Regions from separate parts of the Mus musculus genome. Here all the other regions are linked to region 1. A link is a contact called in public HiChIP or PLAC-seq and promoter capture Hi-C data. All regions are on one chromosome and are shown on one strand. The core of a region is the stretch at or near the end of the contact, and the rest is flanking DNA. Distances in the headings are between cores, read along the strand shown.

Region 1 (6,228 bases), core at 1,625-4,124:
GAGATGGCTCAGTGGGTAAGAGTACCCGACTGCTCTTCCAAAGATCCAGTGTTCAAGTCCCAGCAACCACATGGTGGCTCACAACCATCCGTAACAAGATCTGATGCCCTCTTCTGGTGTGTCTGAAGACAGCTACAGTGTACTTACATATAATAAATAAATAAATCTTAAAAAAAAAAAAAGTCCTTCTGCAAGTCTAACCCAAGTCCTTCTTGCTGGAAGGGATATTTTTCCTTCCTAGGAGCAACAGGACCCCTCTATACACAATATCCACTCCCCTCTCTCTGCAATACTTCCACTCTGAATGTGACATGCCCACATCATGTCTCACAGAGTCACCAAGTCTAACTTCGGGGTTTTCTGTTTTGTTTCATAGGGGGTGTTTCTGAGTGATGGATGGAGATGTAGGTTGTCTTATAAGACAGGGGGTTTCTGGAATCAGGAGTGACCCCACTTCCTCTTCTGAAAGACCCAGGAGCCCTCAACACCTGAGGTGTTTATATTTAGCGCTTTTCTACTCCTCCATCAGGCAGGCTCCTGTCCCAGCCTTCCACCTCCTCCTCTTTGAGGCCTGGCTGAGAGCCTCTACTGCCTACATTGGGGAAGGGGTGGAGTGTGAGGTACAGGTCTGCTCTCCCATCACCACTTCATGCTAACCAGGAGGACTCAGCACTGAGAAGAGGGGCAGAGAGTGAGGAGGGAGAGAGGCCAGACCACTACTGGTCTGCAGTGGTGCCTTCTCCCACCCTCTTAGTGGACTGGATGGAGGGGTCTGGCAAAGCGCAGGCAGCGGAGGGCAGGGGTAGCGGCTGAACACCTCCCCTCCTCGGTAACTTTTGGAGGGGGCGGGGCCTCCCACAGCTGTTTCTGCTTGGAGAAGAATGTGTAAGGTCTCACTCCCTGCACCGTCAGGCCGGTTGGGGGTGGGGCTGGGCGTCTGGCCTCAGCCCCTTTCCCCATTTCCCATCTGGGGAGGGGGCAGCCGAGGTCAGCAACAGCCAGATCCCCGTCTCCACCCCCACAGCCTCGGCTCAGGTTTCCCTAAACGGGAAGCTCTGACCACACACATGTACACACATAGAGGCTTAGGTACCGGGATGGGATGGGCCAGGGGAGTGGGCTGGGGGAAGGGAAGAGAGATGGAGACAGACATTAGGCAGAAAAACATTGAGGCCTAGAGACAGACCACGACCCCATTTCTAATCTCCTCTGTTTTTGGAAGCTTTACAGGTCTTGGAAGACCATAGAGACAGAGACTGTGTTAAGGAAATGAAACAGAGATGCTGGGGTATGGAAAGGTTGGAGCAACAACCGGAAAGGGTCTCCAGACTCAAGGAGTGATGTAGGGAGGGAGAAAGAGCTGGAGCCTTTTCAATTTGAAAGTCATCATTAGAGTTCCTCGGCGAATCATACTCTCTCTCCCCTCACTCCCTAGCTATCTTCACCTGGCCTCCCCGTGTTACTGAGCCATGGGACCAAGTAGAAGAAAGAAGTGTCATTGGGTTGATCAAAATGCCCCCGGGGGTCCTCAGGGACTGTTCGGGGGTTTCTCAGCAGCCGGTCTCTCTCTCCAGAGGCCTGAAGATTCCCCTTCCCCCACCCCGCCCCCTCCAGGGATCTCCAAGCACCCCGAGACTTAAGGAAAGATGAAGATGGATTCCGGGTAGCGGGGCCCAGAGGGAGGTTATGTTTGAATGCCGGCTGTGTGACCTTGGGTGAGTCTCTTCCTGTCTCTAAGCCTCAGTTTTTTTCTCTGTAAAATGGGGACTTTCAAACCCTCATGAAATAGGAAATCTGTAAGAAGACGAATGTTTGGTTTAACACACACTAGGCATCCAGGACGGTTAACAGGGTCCATGCTGAGTCCAACGGAGGCCGTGCATCCTCCCTATCAGCTCTATTTGGGGGTAGGAAAAGCCAGGTCTCCAGTCTTATCTCTTTCCCCCTGCCTGCTCCCCTACCCTAGGACCGGTGTGCTGAGCATACACTACCAAGACAGACAGACGGACACAGGAGCAGGGAGGTGGGGGAACGAATGGGGGAGGGAGGAATGCATGGATGGACGCACGGACAGGCGACCCCTCACCAGCTGCTCCTCCAGGGCTGCTGCGGCCCTGCGCGCCGCTGCCGCATCCTCGTCCTCCTCGGCGTCCTCCTCGTCCTCAGCCTCGGCGCCCCCCATCCCGGGCTGGGCCAGCCGCAGCGCCTGCTGCACGCGGTACTCCTGCCTCTCTCGGAGCCAATGCAACTCGCAGAGCCCGGCCAGGCTGCCTTCCAACCATCCCCGCAGCCGACCCCGCTCCGGGCTCACCGGGAACGAGAAGGCCCGGATCATGGCTGCGGCCCCCCGCCCCAGCCCGGCCGGGCCCCACGGCCGCCCCTCTCGCCGGTCCCACCTCCCCGCCCCAGCAGCCCGCCCGCCCGCTGGCCGGGCTGTCACCGTCTCATCTGCATAGGCGCCCGCCCATTGGGCCGCCCACCCGCGCCTCATCTACATGACCACGCCCCTGAAGGCACGACAACGACCTACTATTGGTTGTTGCCTTCCGTGACGCAGGGCTCCGCCCCGCCCCATTTTTCCTTAACAACGCATGCCCAGGACTACCTACGGGGGTATCAGACTCGCCACGCCCCTTTGTGCGGCGATCCTGGGGCTGTGGCCACGCCTTCTTTATAATCACAATGAAGCAAGCCCGCCCTTGCTCCAATTTCATTGGTGCCAGTCGCTTGGTTCTGGAGCTGGTTCCGCCCCCTTGCGGGCGAGCGCTGGCTGCCATTGGGCTCTCCAGGTCCAGGGAAGGGTGGTCTATAAATAGAGACTGGATCCACGTGACAGCTCCGCAGCTGCTCTTGCCGCCCCTCCCAAACTTTCAGCTTCTGAGTCTGCGCAGAAGGATCATCAGTGATGATTGAATCCGGATCACGCCTCCTCTTCCAGGCAGCTTTCCCAGACCCTCAGAAGTAAAGCGGATTGAACATCTTACGGTTTGATTATGCTTTTAAGCAGGACCTGTTCAAACCGGCTCTGTAATTCCATCATAGGGGAGGCTGAACCAGGAGGAGAATTGAGAGTTCAAGGCCAGCCTAAACTACATAGTGAATTTCAAGCTAGTTTGGATTACACAGCGAGTTTCTGTCTCATCAAAACAGCACATTTACGGAATTACAAGACCCTGGGTGAAATATTCTATGCTTTGACCAGAAGAGAATCTGAGGTCTTTTTTGTCTTCCAGGTGCGGTGGAGCTGAGTTCCACCAGTCTGAGCTCGCAGGGGCCTTTGTTCACGGTTCTAAGAGGCTTTGTTCTCAGTCTTCTGAGATGCTCTGTTCTCAACGTTCTGAAGTTCTAAATCTGAGCCTGCCTGCTTTCGAAGGCTGCATTCTGCCTCTTCTCACTGGGCAAGCCGGGCTAGCGCCCCCTCACGCGGCCAGCATGTGTCACTACACCCGGTGTGTCGGCAACGTTTGTGAAATAGCCCATTTCTCAGACGGACCTTTGACTCCTTAAAAGCTCAGATCTGGAAGGGAGGATGGGGCCGTAGAATCGCGGTGAGTTCGAGGCCAATCTGGGCTAACTATGACAGCCTGTCATTGAAAGAAAAATATAGTGTGAAACTGTCTTTTATAATGTTTTATGATCATCTGGCAATAACCAACTTTGATGTGGTGAGTCTATGCCACTTTAAGGCAGAGTAACACTAGGAAACGTATTTGGTCTCTCTGTGCTCTTCATCTACATCTAAAAAAAAGTTATTCTGAACGTTTAACAGCATAATTATGTTTTGTTTTGCTTTTTGAGGGTTTCACTAAGTAACCCTGGCTGAACTGTAACTATGTAGACCAGACTGGCTTGTTACTTTCAGACCACCTCTGGGTTGTATCTGACTCCCCCTACTCCAGTGCTCGTATTAAAGGAGTGGGTCACCACGTATAACCCTGTTATTTTTTATTATTTTTTTTTTGGAGTAACAGCTTCTACCACTCATAAAGAACTGAGTCTTGGGCATGGTGAGTCATATCTGTAATCCCAGCACTGGAGAAATGGCTCCGTGATTTAAGAGTGCTGTTGCTCTTCCAGAAGACCTGGGTTCGGTTTCTGGCACACAGAGAGAAAAAGAGGCTCACAGTCCTCTTTAACTCCAGCATCAGAGGATCCACTGTCCTCTTCTGGTCTCCTCAGGCAACTGCACTCTGTGCGTGAGTGCACACATACACCACACACTGAAATATTTAGTCTTGCTGGGCAGTGGTGGCGCACACCTTTACTCTCACAGCACTTGGGAGGCAGAAGTAGGCAGATTTCTGAGTTTGAAGCCAGCCTGGTCTACAGAGTGAGTTTCAGGACAGCCAGGGCTACACAGAGAAACCCTGTCTCAAAAATTTTTTTAAAATTTTTTTTTCATGGTGCCAAGAGTGGTGGCTCAGGTCTGCCACTCTCGTGCTCTAAGTGATTAGGCAGGAAGATCTGCAGGTCCAGACTAGCCTGGGCTACATGGCAAGACCAAACAAAAGACTGGAGATGAGGCGCAATAGTTGAGGCTTTGTCTAGAATCCTACTAGTTTCAGCCCCCAGTACATGAACAGTCATGGCAAATGAAGCCTCAGTTTACTCTCAGCTGTTGGAGGGTTGAGGGCTAAAAGTTGCGGTGACCAAGCAACTGGAGAACTGGGCAGGGATCCAGAGTTAGAAAGGACAGCATGATGGCAGGAACCCTCAGGAGACAAATGTAGGTGGGTAGTGAGTGCTAGGCTAGCCTGGTCTAGTGAGCTCCAGGACAGCCAGAGCTAGGTAGAGAGACTTGGTCTCTAAACAAATTAAAATAAAAAAAAAAATCCTTTCCCCACAGCCTCAGGGCCAAGAAGGAAAAGCTGGAAGCTTCGATGCTCTGATCCCCTAGCCACACCTGCCCATGCTCTCAGACTGCCCCAGGCTGCCCTATTTCCATCCCTTCCCTGCCTACTCAGGACTGTCTCCAGGACTCATCTGTATGTCCATGCAATGGTAGCAGGGCCCGAGGTGTCATGGTCACCACCGCATACCCCGAATCACTGAGCACACTGATAGAAATGGGCAGGGGTGAAGGAGCACCCAGTGTGTCAAGAAGTCATTGCAACAGAAAACACTCAGGTTGGGAAGGCAGCTCAACAGGCCCAGTGCTCGCCGTGAAAACATGAGTGAACTCAAGAGTCCCGGGCTCCATGCAACAGGCCAAATGCAATGGTTCCACGATTGTCTTTTTAGTGCTGGGGAATGGACGCAGGAGGAGCTTGATGTCCAGCCGGTTAGTGAGCTTGAGGGTCACCAAGAGACCCTGTTTCAAAAACGAAGTGGACAGATAGGCCGGCAAGATGGCTTTCAGTGGGAAGGCGATCATGCTGCTGATGCCAAGGACCTGAGTTCTGTTCCTGGTGCCCATGTCCACATGGCGGACAGAGATAACTGACCTCTGCAGGCATGACACCGAACACACCCTGCCCCAAAATTAAATACAATAAAGCAAGGTAGAGGGTAACAGAGGAACAATCATGATAGAGACATTTTCATTTTCTTCCAAGAGAGGGTTTTTTTCTGTGTAGCCCTGGCTGTCCTGGAACTCACTCTGTAGACCAGGCTGGCCTCGAACTCCCGAGATCCACCTGCCTCTGCCTCCTGAGTGCTGGGATTAAAGGTGTGTGCCACCACTGTCTGGCATGATATAGACTTTTTGTCTCCATGAGTGCACTCGCAGGCTGTACTAGGTGGCTCTCAGTGGTACAGGCCTTGCCTGGAATTTGTAAGGGCTCAGGCCTCATCCCCAGAACCGCAAATGGAAGGACGAAAAGGAGGAAGGGGAGTCTTTGACATCATCATGGTACAAAGACGAACTTGCTGCACAAACACAGGACTGGTACTTGGATCCCCACGTAATCGATGTGCACAGAAGCCTGCCCGTAACTTCAGCACCTTGGAAAGCAAAGACAGAGGATCCCTGGAGCAAGCTGGCTAGATAGGCCCTGGACGTCCTGCCTATGCCTCTGGGCTAGAGAGATGATTCATCGGGCAAAGGCATGTGCCACCAAGCACGCTGTGGAGCTCAGACGACTACCTTTGGGAGCCAGTTTTCTCCTTTCAGTGTGGGTTCTGGGGATAGAACTCAGGTTGTCAGGCTTGGTGGTAGGACCTTTCATTTTTGAGCTGTCTCTCCTTTCAGTATTGTGTTGAAAGGAGGGTGGTGGTGCACACCTTTAG
Region 2 (6,694 bases), core at 3,357-5,856, 630 kb after region 1:
TGCCCTCGCTCATCCTGCTCAACATGTACGCCAGTATCCTGCTGCTGGCTACCATTAGTGCCGACCGTTTCCTGCTGGTGTTCAAGCCCATCTGGTGTCAGAAGGTCCGCGGGACTGGCCTGGCATGGATGGCCTGTGGAGTGGCCTGGGTCTTAGCATTGCTCCTCACCATTCCATCCTTCGTGTACCGGGAGGCATATAAGGACTTCTACTCAGAGCACACTGTATGTGGTATTAACTATGGTGGGGGTAGCTTCCCCAAAGAGAAGGCTGTGGCCATCCTGCGGCTGATGGTGGGTTTTGTGTTGCCTCTGCTCACTCTAAACATCTGCTACACCTTCCTCCTGCTCCGGACCTGGAGTCGCAAGGCCACGCGCTCCACCAAGACGCTCAAAGTGGTGATGGCTGTGGTCATCTGTTTCTTTATCTTCTGGCTGCCCTATCAGGTGACCGGGGTGATGATAGCGTGGCTGCCCCCGTCCTCGCCCACCTTGAAGAGGGTGGAGAAGCTGAACTCCCTGTGCGTGTCCCTGGCCTACATCAACTGCTGTGTTAACCCTATCATCTACGTCATGGCTGGCCAGGGTTTCCATGGACGACTCCTAAGGTCTCTCCCCAGCATCATACGAAACGCTCTCTCTGAGGATTCAGTGGGCAGGGATAGCAAGACTTTCACTCCGTCCACGACGGACACCTCAACCCGGAAGAGTCAGGCGGTGTAGAGGAGAAGCCACAACTGGCCTAGCTGCTCCTTTTCCAGCCCTCCTACCCCCTCCTCTTCTTCCTCCTCCTGCCTCTCCTCCTTCCTTCCTTCCTTCTCTTTGCATGTTTAATTTTCTGCAATTCTCTAAGTTGCTCTGACTAGCCTTGAGCCCAGGATCCTCATGAAGGCTGAGATTATAAATATAAATTCCTTTGATGAAAAGCATCACATTAAGATAGTACTCGGCTTTTTTTCTAAGGCTTTTTTTTTTTTTCTTGGCTACGTTGCCCACCTGCAGTGGCTAGGCAGATACACCTAATGATGACCTCCAGGGGTTGGATAACAGAGAACAAGAGAATTTCCTGGCCTTCTTCTTCCTCTCTTCCTCTTCTTTTTCCCTCCTCCTCCTTCTTCTCCTCCTCCTCCCTTTTTTTTTTTATGGTTCTGGTCTGAACCCAGGTCTCAATGGAACCCAGGGCTTATGGATATATCACATAAGCAAGCTACAGCCCCAAACCCCAGGCAACCAGTATCCACCCACCCTTTATTTCTTTTCTATGTTTGATTTTTTTTTTTTTTGAGACAAGGTCTCATGTAGGGTAGTCTGGCCTTGAACTCCAGATCCTCCTGTGACCATCTCCCAAGTGTCGTGACTGTAGACCTGTGCTGTTGTGTCCGACCTATCCTTTATTTCTACAATTTTGTGTTTTCAGGAATGGTATTTAATGGAACCCAACATATCCAAGCTTTGTAAAAACAACTATGCATGGCTTACTTGATAAATTTTTTTTTTTTAAAAAGGTACAGAAATGTGTTGTTTAACTTTTTAAAAGCACGTATTTATTTATTTTGTGGGGGGTGAGGGGGTGGTGCTGGGCAAATGTCATGGTATATGTGTGGAGGTCAGAGGACAACCTGTTGAAATTGGTTCTCTCATTGCAACCATGAAGGTCCTCATGGAATCGAACCCAGGTCATCATACTTGGCAGCAAACACCTTTACCTGCTGAGTCACATCACTGGCCAGAGGTGTCCTGTCTTATAATGCGTTCTTTCAGCTTAATGAATGTGTGTGCATGAGTGTATGTGTTGGCTAGAAAATATGTACAGATCAACACCAGAAGTATCATGCAAGCATGGGAATGGTTTTGAATTTCCTGGTCAAATTAAAAATGTGAAAGAAGACCTGGGTGTGGTGGCGCAAACCTATATCCCAGCATGTGGGAGGTTCAGGGGCCAGAATTGAGTTTTAGAACCCAGCCTGGCTTACCCAGGGAGACTGTCTCATGAGATCCAAATAAACAGTATATGATGGAAAACACTGGAGTTTAGCTCTGCTAGGCCCTCTCTTCTTCCCAGTGGATATGTGACCACTGGTTGTCACATATCACAGACCCAGCCTACCTGTGTTCTGCTATTCACACTTTCTATATGATGACACTAACCTCACTGAATTTTTACAGGCTCCATGCCTTGGCATTTATTATTTATGTATTTATTTATTTTGAGACAGGATCTCTTTACATAGCCCTAGCTGTCCTGGAACTCACTATGTGAACCAGGCTGGCCTAGAACTCACAGAGATGGGCCTGCCTCCATCTCCTGAGTGCTAGGATTAAAGACATGAGCCACCACATCCAGCTTTATTCTATGTTTTGTATGGCCTCTATGAGTTTGAAACATTTAATCAATTAGTTAGTTAATTAATTAATATATGAGATGGGATCTCATGTAGCCCAGGCTAGCCTTAAGCTGGTTTTACAGCTGAGGTGGGATTATAGGTAGTCCTCCTGACTCCCAGTTGTCTCCCTCTTGTGGCTTTTCTCATTATCGGTCACATCTGTATTGCCACAGCTGAGCTTCTCACCCACTGACCCATGCCCCAGCTGTCCCAAGAACCTCTTCCTCCCCTTGCTTTTCCATTCCAGGAAAAACCACACTGGCAACCTGCTCACCCAGGCCCTTTCAGCTGCCCCATCACAGACCCAGCCCTCCCTTCTTACCACACACCCGGCTCTACATCCTGCCCCCCCCCCCCGCACCCCCCCCCGCCTCCTTCATGCCTCTCCCTTCCCTTGATCTCCTGGTTGCCCAGCACCTCTTCCAAGGACCATCCTGCTCCCATCCTGTCTTCTTGCCAGGTGTCCCCTCCTTAAGGGAGTCCCCTGTGACAGCCCTCAGTTTCCCATAAGCACCCTACCATCAATCTTTTTCTCTGGCTGCGATTGAGCTTCCTGGTTCAGGGAGTAAGTAGTAGGTAGGGATTCACCTCCTTCTGGCCTTGCTGTAATGAGATGCTGTTTTAAGGGTTGGGCTGAGGGCTGGGGCTAGGGGGTGGGGTGGGGTTAGAAAGACGGATCAGTGATTAAGAGCATTTGATGTTCTTTTAGAGCAGCGGTTCTCAACCTCTGGGTCTCAACCTCTTTGGCAAACTTCTGTTTCCAAATTATTTACATTCCGATTCATAACTAGCAAAATTACAGTTTTGAAGTAGAAATGAAAATAACTTTATGGTTTGGGGGGACACTGCAGAGTGAGGAACTGTATTTAAGGGTCATAGGTCGTAGCATCATGAAGGTTGAGAACTACTGTTTTAAAGGATTAGTTCAGTTCCCAGCATCCACATAGTGTCTCCTAATGATTTGTAATGGCTGCCTTGGACACCAAGCCCACACATGCTGGACATACATGCAAGCAAAACACCCATACATATAAAATTATATATAATATGTAAGCTGGGCCCAGGATACAGTGTTTCAGTTCAGTAGGTAGCATGCTGGCCTAACACGCACAAGCCTCTGGTTCAGTCCCCTGCACTGAATAAAATCTCCAATAGTGGTTGGGTGTGGTGGTACATGCATTTAATTCCAGCACTCCAGACACAGATGCAGGCAGACCTCTGGGAGTTTGAGGCCAGCTACTTAGTGAGCTCCAGGTCAGTCCAAGTGAGACTTGGTTTCAAAATAAAACAAATATATACACACAAAGAAACTAAATCTGCATGGTGGATTTAGGAGGTAGAGGCAGGAGGCTCATCTAGTCAAGGAGAGTTTGTGGCTAGCCTGGGCTACATGAGGCCATTCTGGGCTACATGAGCCTCTGTCTGAAAACACAAACAAAAACAAATGAACAAACAAACAAACAACAACAAAAATCCCAGCCAGGCTTGGTAACAAGCATTTGGGAGACGGCCATAGGTGGACCTCCGTGAGTTCAGGCTGCAGAGAGAGGCCAGTTTAAAACCAAAACGAGACAAAAAGGGATGCTCAGTGGTTTAAGAGCATTGGCTGCTGCTCCTCCAGGGGACTGAGGTTTCCTTCCCAGAACCCACAGGGCAGCTCACAACTGTCTGTAGCTCCAGTTCCAGGGGAGCTGATGCAGTTTCCTTGCCTCCACAGGCATGGTGTGTAGCACGCAGATATACAGACAAACCACTCATGCACCAAAGGCAAAAATAAATTAATCTAAAAGAAAGGAAGGAAGGAAGGAAGGAAGGAAGGAAGGAAGGAAGAAAGAAAGAAAGAAAGAAAGAAAGAAAGAAAGAAAGAAAGAAAGAGAAAGAAAGACAGGAAGGAAGGAAGGAAGGAAGGAAGGAAGGAAGGAAGGAAGGAAGGAAGGAAGGAATTGGACATACAGCAGGTGGTGGTCATGTTGAGAGACCCCCACCCCAGGTGACTCCCAGGCAGGTCAGGGTTAAGCAACGCAGCTCAAAACAGAAGTTTGCAGAGTCCAGGGGATTGCCAAATGTGTGGCCTGTGGAATCTGCTTATGTCAACAGGGTTGGAAGGGGAAGTGAGCAGGAAAGGAAGTGGGCTGAGAGCTTGGCGGACTCTAGTGTGTTCTTTCTCCTCCCCCAGCCCCAGCCTTCTGGACCCTTGGGTCTTACACACCTATCTGTTCTTCAGATGCAGGGCTCCAAGGCCTGGGGCCAGAGCCGCCTTCCCTTGTAACGGTGACCTCCGGGAGCTCACATCCAGGAAGCTGTTACATTGCAGTAGAGTCTTCTGGGATGAAATATGAGGGGCTGGGAGACGGGTCAGTGAGTAAAGTGTTTGCCATTTAAACATAAGGATATGCGTTCCAGCCCAGGCTATGGATTTGCCTGGTACAGAGGCACGGTGGGTTGTGTTTGTAACCTCAGCACGGGAGAGTGAGACAGATGGATCTCTAGGGCTTGCTGACCAGCAGGCCTGGGTTAATCAGTGAGCATCTAGAGCAAGTTGAGAGCCTTGGTCTCTAAACACAAGGTGGAAGGAAAGGGAGGGCCCTGGAGAGGTGGTTCATAGGTACCGCTCTCAGCAGCAAGCACTCTCACCTGAGGAGCCCTAGCCCTAGCTCTACTACTGAGCCACACTCCCAGCCCCTCATTGGTGAGTTCTTGGTTCTGTTGAGCCAGGCCCCCAATCCTTTGCTGGAGGATTCTAGGCAAATATCCTAACACTGAGCTGTGCACTGCTCCAGACCTTTTATCATCTTGGCACATCTGTTGACCAGGTAAGTCTCCCATGTTGAGGTGTGGAGAACACTGAGGCCTTTCAGGATGAGAGAGAGAGAGGAGAGGCCTGCATCACAGAATCTGTAGTGCCTTGACCCAGAAGCAATTTCCTCTAACAACATGACTTTATGCTCTAAATATCAACAGAAGAATTTGTGACCGCATCCTTCTCAGCCTTAAGCAAGGCTCAGAGAGAAAGACGACCATCAGGAACTGCTGAGTGACGAGAGTCCATGTCAGGGTTGAGGCCATGTCCTGCTCGGTGTCCTAAGCCTGCACCATGCTGTAGGTGTATAGTTTAAGACAGTGTACTCTAGGGCACACTTTAATTCCCACAATTGGGAAGCTGAGGAAAGCAAATCTGTGAGTTTGAAGTCACTCTGGCCTACGTGAGACCCTGTCTCAAACCCAACCCAACCCAAATCAAACCAAACCAAACCCAGCCACTATAGCCAACTTCTTTTTTGTTCTTGTCATTACTACTACTACTACAAATAATAATAATAAATATCTAATAATAATTTTCACTTTAAATATCTGTGCACATGGGCCTGTGAGAGTCACAGTTTGTATTTGAAGGTCAGAGGCTAGCCTTAATTCTAGAGCTTTCCTTTCTACTTTGAGACAGAGTCTCTTGTTGCTTGTAATGGCAAAGGCCAGCTGGCCCACGTTTCCAGGGATTTTGACTCCCTGGCTGTCTTCCTTTCTGAACGCTGGCATCACATACATATACTACTGAATGTGGCTATTATATGGGTTCCAGAACTTCAACCTCAGGTCCCCATGCTTGTGTGACGAGCACATTCCCCACCAATCCACCCATGGGGACCGGACAGATCTCTCCCGTGAGCTCCCCCTTGCCTCTGCCTCCGGAGTGCTGGAGTGACAAGCATGTTCTCCTATGCCTGCTGTCTTCCCATTTTACAGGTAAAAAAACCAGAGGCCCAGAAAGGGGACAGGATTTGCTTATTTTGGGGCATGTGGGGGTTTGAGACAGGGTTTCTCTATGTAGTCCTGGCTGTCTCTCTGTGACTCTTGGCTGGCCTCGAACTCAGAGACCTGTCTGAGTGCTGTGATCAAAGGTGTGCGCCACCACTGCATGACAGGACTTGCATTTTATGTTCCCCGGAAACCTCAGGCCCTGGGCTCAGCTTCTTGATCTTTCTGAGGAGGGTTCATTCTGGGCTATCATCCTCACAACATTTGAGGAAGGAAAGATCTTTAAGAGTCTGTGGCTGGCAGGAATGAGAGGCAGAGAACAGCGCAGCCGGTCAGTGGAGGGTTAGCAGGCCGCTGGTGATTACTGCAGAATCTTAGGGGTCCTTTAGTGCCAAGGGTGGGTGGGAAGTGGTTTCAGAGATAGCCCTCCAGACCTTGCTGTTCAAAGCCCACACACCTCTGGCTTCCAGGAAGCTGATAGTAGTGAGGCTGCGGGTGGAGGCACACACTTTCGGCTTTTCCGACCTTTCTGTCTGTGGGTTAATTTGTGACTCACGG
Region 3 (6,723 bases), core at 2,290-4,789, 570 kb after region 1:
GTGCTCCACCCCCTCTGGCACTCATCCTTGTGCCTCGGTCCTGTCACACTAGATCCTGAGCCTCAGTTTCCATTATCTCTGAACCTAGTCCTGAAACGCAGGGAAAGTTGGAAAGTTTTTCTCTCTTCATGGGGAGGTGGGGGCAAATAGAAAGGGAAACCCAGATGGTCATTCCCCGTAGCCGGGCACCACAGGGTTAACAGCCCATCAGGCGAGGGACCTTTAACCCTTCCCTCCCTGAGCCTCACCCTCTCCCCGAGGGGGACTTTCCCAACACAATGGCCCCTCCCCCTCTCCTTCCTCCTGGGGGACTGCGGACTAACCCTGCCAGTGCCAAAGAGATTCAAATAAAAGGGTAAGGCCTCCGACCCCTCCCCAAAGTCCTGAGGTGACAGTCCTCCCACTGGCCACACTCCTTCCCACTGCAATCCTCATGGGGGTGGGGGGCGCCCAGGGACCCGGGCTGGGGGAGGGGAGCTGAGAAACAGCTGTTGCCCGAGGCCCGGGAAGGGACGTGGACTGCAACTCCGGGGACTGCAGTCAGATTCTAAGAGGGACTTCCCACTCGACTTGGCCCCTCCATCCATGTCTCCCACTCTGTCTTCCTGGTTCTTGCTACACAAAGACCACACTGGCCACACCCTCCCGGTGGCCCCACTCAGCTCCACTCCCGCTTCAGCTTCCCCGGGTGCGGGGCGGGCACTCACCGTCCGGGCGCGGGCCTCTGGGCCGGCTGCGGTGACCCCCAGGCCAGCGGGGGCCCCCCAGGGCGGCGGTGACGGCAGGTGGAGCGGTGGGGGCGCAGAGGTAGGCGGCCGGCAGCAAGGCAGGGGCAGCAGGGGCGGCGGGCAGGCCGGGCTCGCAAAGGCTGCAGGATACAGCGGAGGGCATCAGGCGGCCGAGCGGGAAGGGGCGCGGACTGTCGCGGGCTAGACCCTCTACGGGCTCCGGAGAGCTGCCCTCCTGGCGTGCGCGGGCCATGGCGCTCCCTGGAGCCTGCGGGACACGGCGGGAGGTCAGTGGGGCGACTGCGGGGGGGGCCTGCAGGACCCCACCTCGCAGACACCCTGCCTGGAAGTCACTCCCACCCAGGAAGGGATGACCCCAGGGACAGCCTGGCCGGGACACATGGTGAGGGGCGCACAGACTGCGTCTGGGGTTTGTAGCAAAACCCACCAGGAAAACTGCCTACTACTCTCAGGGCTTGGGCCAGGGAGAACTTTCTCAACAGAGAAGAGCGCAGAAGGGGTGCTGGGGCTCCCAGGATACACGGTGCTGTCAGAGAACCGTGTGTGTGTGTGTGTGTGTGTGTGTGTGTGTGTGTGTGTGTGTAATGGGAAGACACCAGTGAACTCAGAGAAGTGTCCAACTTTACCGCCCCTCCCGCTCCCCCAGTGAGGTGGCTCACCCAGAAACACATGGGGACACAGACATGCACACACAGCCATCCAGAGCCCTTTCAACATATTTACACCAGTCTCACACTGACCCGCTGCTGACATGCCAGCGCTCACCCGCCCACAATGCAGCCGTCACACACTGAAGCACAACAGACTCAAGTCTTCAACGTGTTTCTCCCGCATACACACAGACAACCCAAAGACACCCCCCTTACTATTCCTTAGCACATGCACCACCATCATCTCAAAACACACCTGAATGTGCACCCCCCCCCAACTTTGAGCTCCTGGGACACAACAGCCACACATAGACACAAGTCATCATATCCAGATACATCATCCCCCCTCGTGTGCGGGGCAGCCACATCGGGAGGCACCAGCCGCAGCTGGTAGAAGCCATAGGTCCAGCCTCTACTCTCAGCCCCAATACACCACAGCCAACTGTCAGCCCCAGAAAACACACACACACACACACACACACACACACACAGAGCCCAGCAGCACACACACCTAATGCAGAGACAGAAAACACTGGCCTCACGTGACTGCTATAAACACTACAGAGAGAGAGCACCACATGACACATAGCCTGGATCACAGAGACAAACCCCTCAGACCCAAAACTCACTCTCACCCCCCCCTCTCTCTTTCTCACACACACACACACACACACACACACACACACACACACTGCATGCAGAGAGAGGGGCTGGCACTGAACCCGCTAGATCCCCCCCACCCCCAAAGCCCTTCATGCTCAGCGTGCCTTGTGTGCCTTTTGCTGCTCAGAAGTCACCCAGCGAGCGATCAGGCACTGGGTGGCATCCCATCCCAAAAGCTGGGTACAGCAGATGCTTGTCTTGGAGACACCCAGAGACAGCACGCGCGCGCGCGCATACACACACACACACACACACACACACACACACACACACACACGCAGCGCACACTTGGGCGAGACCCCTGCACAGCAACACAGCTCACTCAAGCGACACACAAACACAGCTCAAGTGCCCCGGTCGTCCGCACCACCACCACCAACACTACCAGGCAAGCGACAGATACAGATCCCCTTTTCACCCCTTAAGAGCACACGTATACAACTCTGGTTTGGGGGGTGGCCACCCACACCCGTAAACGGACAGGTGCACCCCACCCCGCAGACACGCGGGCAAGGACTCACGCAGACACCCCTCCGGGTGACAAACGCCAACATCTCGGTGTAGGGATACAAACTCGGGAGCCAAACACGAGCACACACACCCAGGCGAGACACCTGCAGATCCACAGCCCCGCACGCGCGGTCCCCGCCGCCCCTCCGCTGTCACAGCCCCCCCCCTCGACGCCGCCACGTGCGCCCGCCCCGCCCGCCCAGCGCGCGCGGGGCCAATAACCGGCTGTTGCTGGGGCGCAGCCCCCGCCCGCGGGAGCCACAGCCTCCGCCGCCCCCTGTCGCCGCCCCCGGCGGGCGCGCGCTCTGGGTGTGGCCGATCCTCGGTGCCACCCCCCACCCCAACCCTCCCGCAGTGGGACTCGGGGGACTCGAGCGAGCCCGGGGCCACGCTCCTCCCAGGTCTCACTAGCCACCAGGGGGCGCGGGCGAGCCCGAACCCCATTGTTTGTAAACAAACCCGCCAGACCGCTGTGGCACCTGTGCGCCCAGACAGGGCGCCCTGAGTCCCAGGTGCTTCCTTCCCGCCCGCCTGGCCCAGCCTTAGTCCCAGTGATGAAAGCTGGGGCACAAGCTGCGGGAATGCAAGGCGACCGTCCTATCGGCCCGTGCACCCCGTCACCTCCTCCAGGGAGCCCTCCGGGCCTTGCCGCTCGTAAGCAGCTTCGGGAATCGGGGTGCTCACTCACCCCGGGGGCATGAACACTCCGGAGAAAGGAGGCGATGGGGTGGCGGGCGGTTGCCTTCTGGAGGGCTCGCCCGCCGAGTGGGTTGCTATTGAGGCACCTTGCTGCTGCTCCTGCTGCTCTAACTGCAGTGACTGCTGCTGCTTCTGGAGTCTTCGTGTCCGGATCACCGCTGCTGCTGCTTGCTTGCTGGTGTCGCCGCCGCCTCCTGGGCTCCCCGCTCGCATGTGGCTCTATGCCGCGTCTCAGGCCTCCCGGCAGATCCCCGGGCCCCGCTCGCTCGGCGGCCGCCCCGCCCCGCCTCTCGCTGGCTCCCACGCCCCGCCCCCGCGTGACGCCAGGGCCCCGCCCGCGGCTGGGGACAAGTCGGGGCTTGCAGTCGGGCGCCGCGCCCCCTACCTCGGCGCGGGGGGTTTCCCGGCAGCCAGAGGGGCGGGGCGAGGCCTGGTCCAGGCAGGAGGAGCAGCGTGGGGACAGCCCAGACCTAGGGTGTCCGGACACACGCTTGACACACTGACACACTGACTGGGACCCACACCCACACCTGAGGAGTACGCTCAGACTAACGGACTGGCACGCCAGGGTGCACTGAGTCAGTGATGACTGAGCCACAGGGACACAAAGTCAGACCAGAGGCACAGATACACATCAGGACAAGGGCCTGGACACACGAGCTCACACAGACCCAGACATCCAGATTATCTTACTTACTGGCTCACTGGGTCACACACAGACAGTGACAACCCAAAACGTAGTTGCACAAACAATATTCAAACAGTCTCCGACGCACAAACCCGTGTCCCCAGATGCCTAGGGCATTCACACTACACTAAAGGCTGACCCCTTCTCAGAACAACTTCCTGGCAGGTTCAGAGGGACACACACTCCAATCCAAATAGCACTCTCAGGCTGACACCCGCAATAGCTGAAGCACAGCCACTAGACTGCACTGGCTGACCCTACAAAACATGCCAGTCACATACAGAAGAAACTGAGCCCAGACCTGTGCTCACAAAGTCACTCCTGAGACAGGTTCCTGCTAAATGGCTTGATGGCGGGTTACACTCGTGAACTTAAACACCTGGCCCGCCTGGCGTAATACCCATCTGGCACTGGACAAATGGGGAAGAGGCAGCCCTGTGCTCCTGGCACAGACATGCCCGGGCAGCCCCCTGCACCCTATTTCATCCTGTCTGTTGTTTCTGTTTCCTTTCCCTTTTCTAAAAGTCATTTATTTCCCTTCCCTTTTGAAACAGTGACCCTTCCTCCTCCCAAGCCGTAGACATCTCTCACGGCACTTGACAGACTCTCTGTCTCACCCAAACTGTCACCAAACTTACTGAGTATATTACTTACCTATGGGTGCCCAGCACTGGGCCCGCTGTGAAAGGGTGTCACACAGCCATGTGAGATAAGACACTTGTTAAAGAAATAAACATAGTCACTTACACCTGTCTTCCCAGCACTTCCAGAGGATAAAGCAGGAATGTGGTTGCAAGGTTGGAGTCTGTCTGAGTTACATAGTGAGTTCCAGGCCCCCCCCTTTTTTTTTTTTTCTTTTTTGGTTTTTCAAGACAGGGTTTCTCTGTGTAGCCCTGGATGTCCTGGAACTCAGTTTGTAGACCAGGCTGGCCTCAAACTCAGAAATCTACCTGCCTTTGCCTCCCAAGTGCTGGGATTAAAGGCATGCACCACCACTGTCCAGCTTGTTTGTTTGTTTGTTTGTTTGTTTGTTTGTTTGAGACAGGGTTTCTGTGTGTAGCCCTGGCTGTCCTGGAACTCACTTTGTAGACCAGGCTGGCCTCGAACTCAGAAATCCTCCTGCCTCTGCCTCCCGAGTGCTGGGATTAAAGGCGTGCGCCACCATGCCCGGCTCTCCAAGCCCATTTTTGAGCACAGCAAGTGATCTTTTTCAAAAAACGAAGCAAGTGGGGGGGGGGGGGAGAACTCAGTGATTAAGAGTGCTTACAGCTCTTCCCAAGGAAGGACCTGTGTTCTGTTCCCAGTACCTACATCTTGTGCCTGGATATGTAACCCTAGCTCCAGGGAATCTGATGCTCCTGGCCTCCTGAGAGACCTGCGTCCGTGTCCACACACTCACGTACACACACACACACACACACACACACACACACATACTCACACACAATTAAATTTAAAATAACCCACAACTGGACAATCTGCAGACAGTGAGAGACCTTGGAGCATTCAGCTGTAAACTGGATGTTTTCATCCAACTCCTTTCCTCGGGGTTCAGGGACCCACGCAGAAGAGGAAGTGGAAAGATCACCAGAGGTGGCAGATGACTCCAAGAAAAGTGTGCTCCGGCTGGGCATGGTGGTGCACGCCTTTAATCCCAGCACTCAGGAGGCAGAGGCAGATGGATTTCTGAGTTCGAGGCCAGCCTGGTCTACAAAGCGAGTTCCAGGACAGCCAGGGGTATACAGAGAAACCCTGTCTCGAAAAACCAAAAAAAAAAAAAAACCTGACAAAATCCCAGCAGTGAGTAGGGTAGGACACAAGGTCCCACCTCTAGTCCAGAAGCTATTTGTAATTGATTCCTTCTCGGGGGAGGGACATCAGTTCTCTCCAGTGGAGTGTCACTGGGCTTCTATACTCCAGGACAGGTCTCAATGCCCCTCTGCTGCCCCCCCTCCCCCCACACACACCAGTAGTTGGTCAACCCAAAACAGACTGCATGGTTTTTTATGTGCTTTTTCCTGAGTTTAGTGTTGGCTTGGTTTGGTCTTTTTGGTTTTCTGTTTGTTTTGATTTTTGGTTTTGGGGTGGTTTTGTTTTGCTAAGACAAAGAGAGAAAGAAAGAACATGAAGTTGGGTGGATAGAGAGATGGGCAGGATCTAGGAGGAACTGAGGGAGGGGAAAGAATATGATCAAGAGCTGGCGAGATGGCTCAGTGGTTAAGAGCACTGACTGCTCTTCCAGAGGTCCTGAGTTCAATTCCCAGCAACCACATGGTGGCTCACAAACATCTGTAATGGGATCTGATGCAATCTTTTGATGTGTGTCTGAGGACAGTGACAGTGTACTCATATAAAGAATATGATTAAAACATATTGTATGAAAAAAATTAATAAATAAAAGTAGTTAGGTAGAGTGGCACATGTCCTTAATCTCTGCACTTGTAGCAGAGGCCTGAAGATCTCTGTGAATTTGAAGTAAGCCTTATCTATATAGCAGTTAGGAGGCCAGACAGCCACATAGAAAAAAACCCTGATAATCTATTTAGAAAAAAAATAAAAGCAATAACCAAAAGGGAAAAAGAAGAGAGAGGGGGTGTGGCAGGTTCTCAAACACGGCCTGCCCCATGACCAGGAATTTAGATCTCCGAGCCAATCAGGGGTCAGGATTGAGAGAAAGAGAGAGAGAGAGAGAGAGAGAGAGAGAGAGAGAGAGAGAGAGAGAGAGAGATTCCTATTTTGAATACCCAAGACTGTGGATTTTAGA
Region 4 (6,009 bases), core at 3,321-5,820, 800 kb after region 1:
TGTACTCCCAGTGGCCCTGCCTCCTTCATCAGCCTCTTTAGGCACCTTGAGTGCGCCCAGCCCCAGGTCTAAACAAAGGGAGAAAGCACAGGTTATGCTGAGATAGGATAGGGGAGTGCTAAAGCAATATAGACCCTCAGCACAGAGCCCTGTCCCAGTAGTCTGAGACTCCCCCACCTCAGAGGCTCTGCACGGCCAGACGACAAGGCTTAGCTGAGGTCTGGACCAGGCCTTATCTATAGAACTGCACCAGGTCTTGGTGCAAGATGTGCAGGTATGGATCAGGTTGAGCTTCTAGGGTAGCAGTATGATAAGACAAGCAGGGGTAGAAGCCAACCTACCCATACAATGTCTATCTAGAGATGCATTATCCAAACCAAAAGCACTCGCCATCTTGCTCTGCTCTTGGGTTCTCACCTTTTTATAAAAAAAAAAAATCTACCTGCTTTTTCTAGTAAAATGTTAGAAACAACCTTATATCTGATTAGAGAGCTTAGAGGAGGTGAGTGCTTTATTTACTCGCTCTCTCTCTGTCTCTCTCTCTCTGTGTGTCTCTCTCTCACACACACACACAGAGAGAGAGAAAGAGAGAGAGAGAGAGAGAGAGAGAGAGAGAGAGAGAGAGAGAGAGAGAGACTGGGGATTGAACCCAGGGTCTGACACATGCTAGTGCTTGGCAAGTACTCCATAAGTGAGCTACATGTTGGCTTGTATTATGACCTAGTAAACAACTTTTCAAACAAAAATTGGAGAAATATCTAAAAAAAAAAAAAAAAAGGGAAGACTGATCATACCATACTACTACTAAAATAGAAAGGAAAGAAGAAAAGAGAAAGCAGCCTATTTGAAAACAGAATTACCCCAGGTGAAAAAAAAGTAAATTTAAAAGGAACAGGAAGATTGGGGTTCAATGCCAGAGAGATGGGCAGAGAGATTCTCTCACCCATGTGTGTATCTGAAATTACCATATTTTCTGTATCCCTTGGTAAAATGTTAGCTATTTTTATGAATTATGTCTCCTGGGGGGCAGCTGAAGGAATTGGAGACATTCAGGTAGAGGAGGGGGTGTTCAATTATTAGAAAGGCCAGTGTGTGGAGAAAGAACAGATAGCCTGTGTTTTATTTCAGGGGGACAGAGAGAGGCTTGGGACAAGAAGACTGAAGGGAGAAAATTCACCTTGGGAAGCAACTGAACAAAGAACTCTAAAAGTATAAACAAGATAAAACCAGGCTCCCTCAGATATTGTCCTCACACTTGGCTGGGGTACTTTTAAGTATACCTTAAAGCACCCGAGTTTTATAGAAAGCAGTGTCATGAAGCTGAAAAATTGTGAGCAGAATGTTCAGTGAACCAATCCAAAAGGAAATTCAGTATGTAAAAAGCTGTTCTCACTAGGAGCTGGAAAGAGTGAGCACTGGCTGCTCTTTCAAAGAGTCAGAGTCCAGTTCCCAGGACCCATGTCAGGCAGCTCTCAACTGCCCATAACTCCAACTCCAGGGGATCTAGTGCCTGCTGTGTCCTCCACAGACACCTACATACATGTAGTATTCACACCCACAGAATTCACACATACACATAAATAAAATATTTTTAAAGCTGTTCATAGAAACCCTTTAACAATCCAACAAGACTGTGGTATGATAACACATTAAGACATCTATGACACTGGGCGTGGTGTCGCACACCTTTAATCCCAGCACTTGGGAGGCAGAGGCAGGTGGATTTCTGAGGCCAGCCTGGTCTACAGAGTGAGTTCCAGGACAGCCAGGGCTACACAGAGAAACCCTGTCTCAAACAAACAAACAAACAAACAAACAAAAAGACATCTATGACAATAACAATCAGTCCTCTCTCACATAAGACTCCAAATACACCAAGCTTTTAAAACAACAAACACAAGCATATCAATTATGTGTGTGAGTATACTGTTGGAGGTTGGAACTCAGAGCCTTTAATGTGTACTAACTTAAAAAAACCCAACGTATATCTGAGCAATTTCACCCATGAACTTGAAGATTTATGAGGTAAGACCTATTGGTTTACACCTGTAGTCCCAGCTAAGGCAGGAGAACTGCTGACTTCAAGCTAGTCTGGGACACACAGTGGACAGTCCCCACAAAACAAAAAACAAAGTATTTATGTGTACTACATGGCTTAGAGGTGGGTTTTTGCTTCATACTTTATGTTCTATAATAAATACATTTTCCTCTTTTCTACAGAGACAGAGTTTCTCTGTGTAGCCCTGGCTGTCCTGAACTCACTCTGTAGACCAGGCTGGCCTCAAACTCAGAAACCATCCTGCCTCTGCCTCCCAAGTGCTGGGATTAAAGGTGTGCACCAACATCCTCCAGCACATATTACTTTTCTAATTTAAAAAATTAACATAGTCAGAAGTGGTGGCTCACGTCAGTGGTCATCAGCACTTGGGAAACTGAGACAGGAGAATTATTCAGACTCTGAGGACAGCCTGGACAACACAGTGAGACCCTGTCTCAAATAAACAAGTAAAAGTAAATGAAAATTGGGCATGTACTACATGCCTTAGTCCTAAGTACTCAGAAGGCTGAGGCAGGAAAATCACTTGAGCCCAGGCACTCAGAGCCAGCTTAGCTTAATCACTAGCACAGTAAAACCCCCATCTCAAAAACAAAAAAGAAAAAAATGACATATGCATATTTACTTATATGGGCCTTAATTTAAGTTTTAAAAGCATAGAGTTGAAATTTAATGCTTGGGCTGGGGGCATTGTAACAGTTGAATATAAAGAAAGGCTAAACTGAGCAGAACCCTAAGAATAACTGATGACAATTAGGGTTCCTGTGTCCAGGAAAACACGCATCTCTTTCACGAGCACTTTTCAGTATCACCACGGCCCAAAGTGAGTGCCATATTACAACCCTGGGCCTGGCTAGTGCCATAGTCAGTCTTCCCATGTGCACTCTCCTAAGTTCCTAAGACTTCCTGCTCTGCCATCATTCCAACACAGACACAGGCCTGGTCACTGCTTGGTAATCTTTGGAGTGGGGCCTGCAGAAATCTTTCCCAGTAGCAAGTTCTTGCTACTTCCTCAGACACAATCCCAATTACTGAGTTTCAGGCATTTAGATGTGGACTTCCCTTCAAACAGTGGGATTATAAACTCCCTGGACCTCTACCCAAGTCAACCCATTGAAGCAACTTTCCAGGAACCAATAAAGAGGATCAGAACCAAACCAAAATTAAACAAGAGAACTCCCTTCCACAGGAGACCAACAGCAAACTAAAATGACACTCACACAAGCTGCTCAATTATTTCACTAATTCTCTCCTTTTCTTCGATGGTTGAAGAGAAAACCTTGGAACTGAATCAAGGCCCTATTTAAGATGAAGTATTACTGACAATATTGGTTGTAAAAAACAACTAGCTGGGCATGGCACAATCTATAGTCCTGGTTCCTGGACAGACTGAGGCAAGAGGTCTGATGGAGCCTCAGTGTTCTGAAAAGATGGCAAGACCTCCCTCTTTTAAAAAGACAAAGCAGGATTTAATCAAGCACCTGTCTGGTACATTATGGTCTATGGGAGGCTTTTGCAGTCTTCTCCTTTTCATGTCTCACCATTGTTCTAGAGCAGTGGGCATGTGAGGATTGGGGTCCCCTTATTTTACATGACATGAGGTCTGGAAAAGCTGGACTAGTACAAGACAGAATGGACAGGATCCCCACTTACTCTGGACAAATGCTCTTGAGATACAGCAGTAATATAAACGTCCCCTACAAGCCTGATGGTCTGCCTCCACACAGATCAAAGATGGGGATGCCAGTCTGTGGGATGGCTCGGTGGTAAAAGCACAAGCTACGGAAGCCTGAGGACCTGTATTTAACACCCAGAACCCACAAGCTGACAATTCCAAAGTAGGATAAAAGCCTCCTCTACAAGAAGAGATTTTTGTTTTGTTTTTCCTTTCCTTCCTTCCCTTTATTAGCATGTTGAAGTCAGGGTCTTACTATGTAGCTCTGGCTGGCCTCTATTTGCAGTGTTCCTCCTGTGTTTGTATTCTACATGCTGGAGTTATGAGCAGGCATCATCATGCCCAGCTAAGGAGACCTTTCCTAGCCAATGCCAGCGGATTCAGTCCCTGGCTACCTGCAGGAACTGTAGGTGCTCAGTCCATGAGCAGCCTCACCTTGTAAGGAGGTCTGTGACTCAGAGTCTGCATATTCTTCCAGCAGCTTCACAGAGTCACTGTCCTTCCCCGAGTATAGGGACAGGGTGTCCAGATTGTCCTCTAGCACTTCACTGGGCATATCAGATGTGGAGAGACTGGGGTCAAGGTCCAAACCGCTTAAGCCAGCGTAGAGCAGGTCCCGTGTGCTGGGGCCCAGGTCCCGGTTGAGTGTGTCACTGCAGTTGAGCACTTGACTTTCAGAGAAGGATGGGAGGTGCCCTTCTGATGGAAGTGCTCCCTCTTCCCCAAGACTGTATGGCTCCATGGCTTTCCACTGCCAGGTCCTGGCTAGAGCCCGTCTCCAGACAAGCAAAGCCGTGTCCAGAGTCAGGAAGGGAAGAGCCCTCGCTGGCAGCTAGCTCCTGAAAATGAACAAGGACGTATTAGAATCAAGAGGTGGTAGGTGTAGTAGGCAGAATGTAGACTTGAAAATGGAGCCACTGAGATGGGTCTGTTCTTAGCCATTTAACCTTGCTGCACGACCTTGGGCAAGATCCATGAACTCCATTTCCTCATCTGTCAACTAGACAAAAGAATAACACATGGTGGACTGCAGAGTCCTCTGCCTCCAGTTATAAATATTAGAAAGATCAAATAGACTTTAATGTGTGTCTAGGCAGAAAAGACAAGCAAGGAAAATCCCAAGGCCAGCAACAAGGAAACTCAAAGTTAGAGTCTGTGCAGGCACAAGTCAGTCCACTGGGACATCCAGGCCCAAGTTTAAGCCTGGGGATGCTTGTCCACTTGTTCCATGTGGCCAGGAGACACATGAAATACCACTGCACAAAGGGAGGCTTACTGTGTGTGTAAAAGAGCCTGGACTGGGAAAGTCTCATACAAAAAAAAAAAAAAAAAAGTAAATACAATGAGTTTTAATATAGAGTAAATGTTGAAGTTAGGTTGGGGGTGTAGCTCAGTTAGTAAAATGCCTATCCTAGCACACTCAAACTTCTAGGCTCCACTCAGCATCACATAAACCAGGCATGCCTGTAGTCCCAACATTTGGGATATGGAGGCAAGATATCCTTGGGTAAATAGATAGTTTGAGGCCAGCCTGTGTTTCATGAGATGCTGTCTCAATAGTCCTATCACCCTGATCCCCAAAAAGGAATAAAAGAGGAAGTTTTACTAACCACATTCTAAAAATAAAAAAGATTACAAGGAAGTACTATGAAGAACTGTGTTTAGACAGTGCACTCACACAGAAGATAGGCTACAATACACACCCAATGTGTTAAGTCATTGAACTCAGATACAAAAAAATCAATGAGCAAATTTCTAGAAATAGACAGATTATCAAAATTCACTCAGAAGAATATATGAATGATCTTAAAACAAATTAAAAGATAAGGGGATATGCAGTGGTGCCCACCTATACTTCTAGCATGCCAGAAGTTGAGCGAGACAAGTCCTTGAATCCAGGAGTTCAAGACTGGCCTAGGAAAAACAAGCAGGAGAAGAAAAGAAAAGAGAAGAGGGAGGAAGGAAGATAGGGATGAAGAGAGGAGAAAGATGGGGAGGGGAAGCAAAGGTAAGAGGAGAGAGAAATGAAAAGGGAAGGAAGGGAAAGAAAATACTAAATTCATATTGAATTCAAATAATTCTCACCTATCTTACCACAGAAACACAAAACAAAACAACAAAACTTTATTATGTGGTGATGAAACATGCCTTTAATTGCAGCACTTGGGAGGCAGAAGCAGATGGATCTATGTGTGTTGAGGCCAGCCTGGTCTAAAAAGTAAGTTTTAGGACAGCCAGGACTACACAGTGAAACCCTGTCTTGAAAAACCAACAAAAC

The links. Promoter capture Hi-C pulls out the DNA fragments that hold promoters and counts their contacts. HiChIP or PLAC-seq counts read pairs in DNA pulled down with a chosen protein or histone mark.
Region 2: a contact with region 1 is called in a promoter capture Hi-C map of pre-B cells, with 2.2 times the contacts expected there. The contact joins the promoter of C5ar2 here to the promoter of 9330104G04Rik in region 1. A contact is called at or near these places in 3 of 39 promoter capture datasets (cranial neural crest, liver and pre-B cells) and 1 of 9 other capture datasets (adipose tissue).
Region 3: a contact with region 1 is called in an H3K4me3 HiChIP or PLAC-seq map of forebrain, with 4 times the contacts expected there. The contact joins the promoter of Bbc3 here to the promoter of 9330104G04Rik in region 1. A contact is called at or near these places in 1 of 39 promoter capture datasets (cranial neural crest), 2 of 484 Hi-C or Micro-C datasets (both in embryonic stem cells), 7 of 115 datasets of contacts at active chromatin or transcription factors (astrocytes, embryonic limb bud, embryonic stem cells and 3 more) and 1 of 9 other capture datasets (adipose tissue).
Region 4: a contact with region 1 is called in a promoter capture Hi-C map of liver. The contact joins the promoter of Zfp541 here to the promoter of 9330104G04Rik in region 1. A contact is called at or near these places in 2 of 39 promoter capture datasets (cranial neural crest and liver) and 3 of 115 datasets of contacts at active chromatin or transcription factors (astrocytes, bone marrow-derived macrophages and stem cell-derived neural progenitor cells).

The regions. Positions count from the first base shown.
Region 1 is chr7:16,871,532-16,877,759 of GRCm38.p6, reverse strand. It overlaps 9330104G04Rik (RIKEN cDNA 9330104G04 gene), which reads left to right and starts at 2,874. Exons shown (of 2, transcript NR_152128.1): 1 at 2,874-3,548; 2 at 4,847-6,228. Dact3 (dishevelled-binding antagonist of beta-catenin 3) reads right to left here and starts at 2,443. Exons shown (of 4, transcript NM_001081655.1): 1 at 2,087-2,443. The coding sequence starts at 2,335.
Region 2 is chr7:16,242,066-16,248,759 of GRCm38.p6, reverse strand. C5ar2 (complement component 5a receptor 2) reads left to right here and starts at 4,606. Exons shown (of 2, transcript NM_176912.5): 1 at 4,606-4,737. It overlaps C5ar1 (complement component 5a receptor 1), which reads left to right. Exons shown (of 2, transcript NM_001173550.1): 2 at 1-2,015. The coding sequence ends at 722.
Region 3 is chr7:16,306,399-16,313,121 of GRCm38.p6, reverse strand. It overlaps Bbc3 (BCL2 binding component 3), which reads right to left and starts at 3,539. Exons shown (of 4, transcript NM_133234.2): 1 at 3,261-3,539; 2 at 708-996. The coding sequence starts at 981.
Region 4 is chr7:16,070,406-16,076,414 of GRCm38.p6, reverse strand. Zfp541 (zinc finger protein 541) reads right to left here and starts at 4,570. Exons shown (of 16, transcript NM_001099277.2): 1 at 4,167-4,570; 2 at 1-68. The coding sequence starts at 4,473.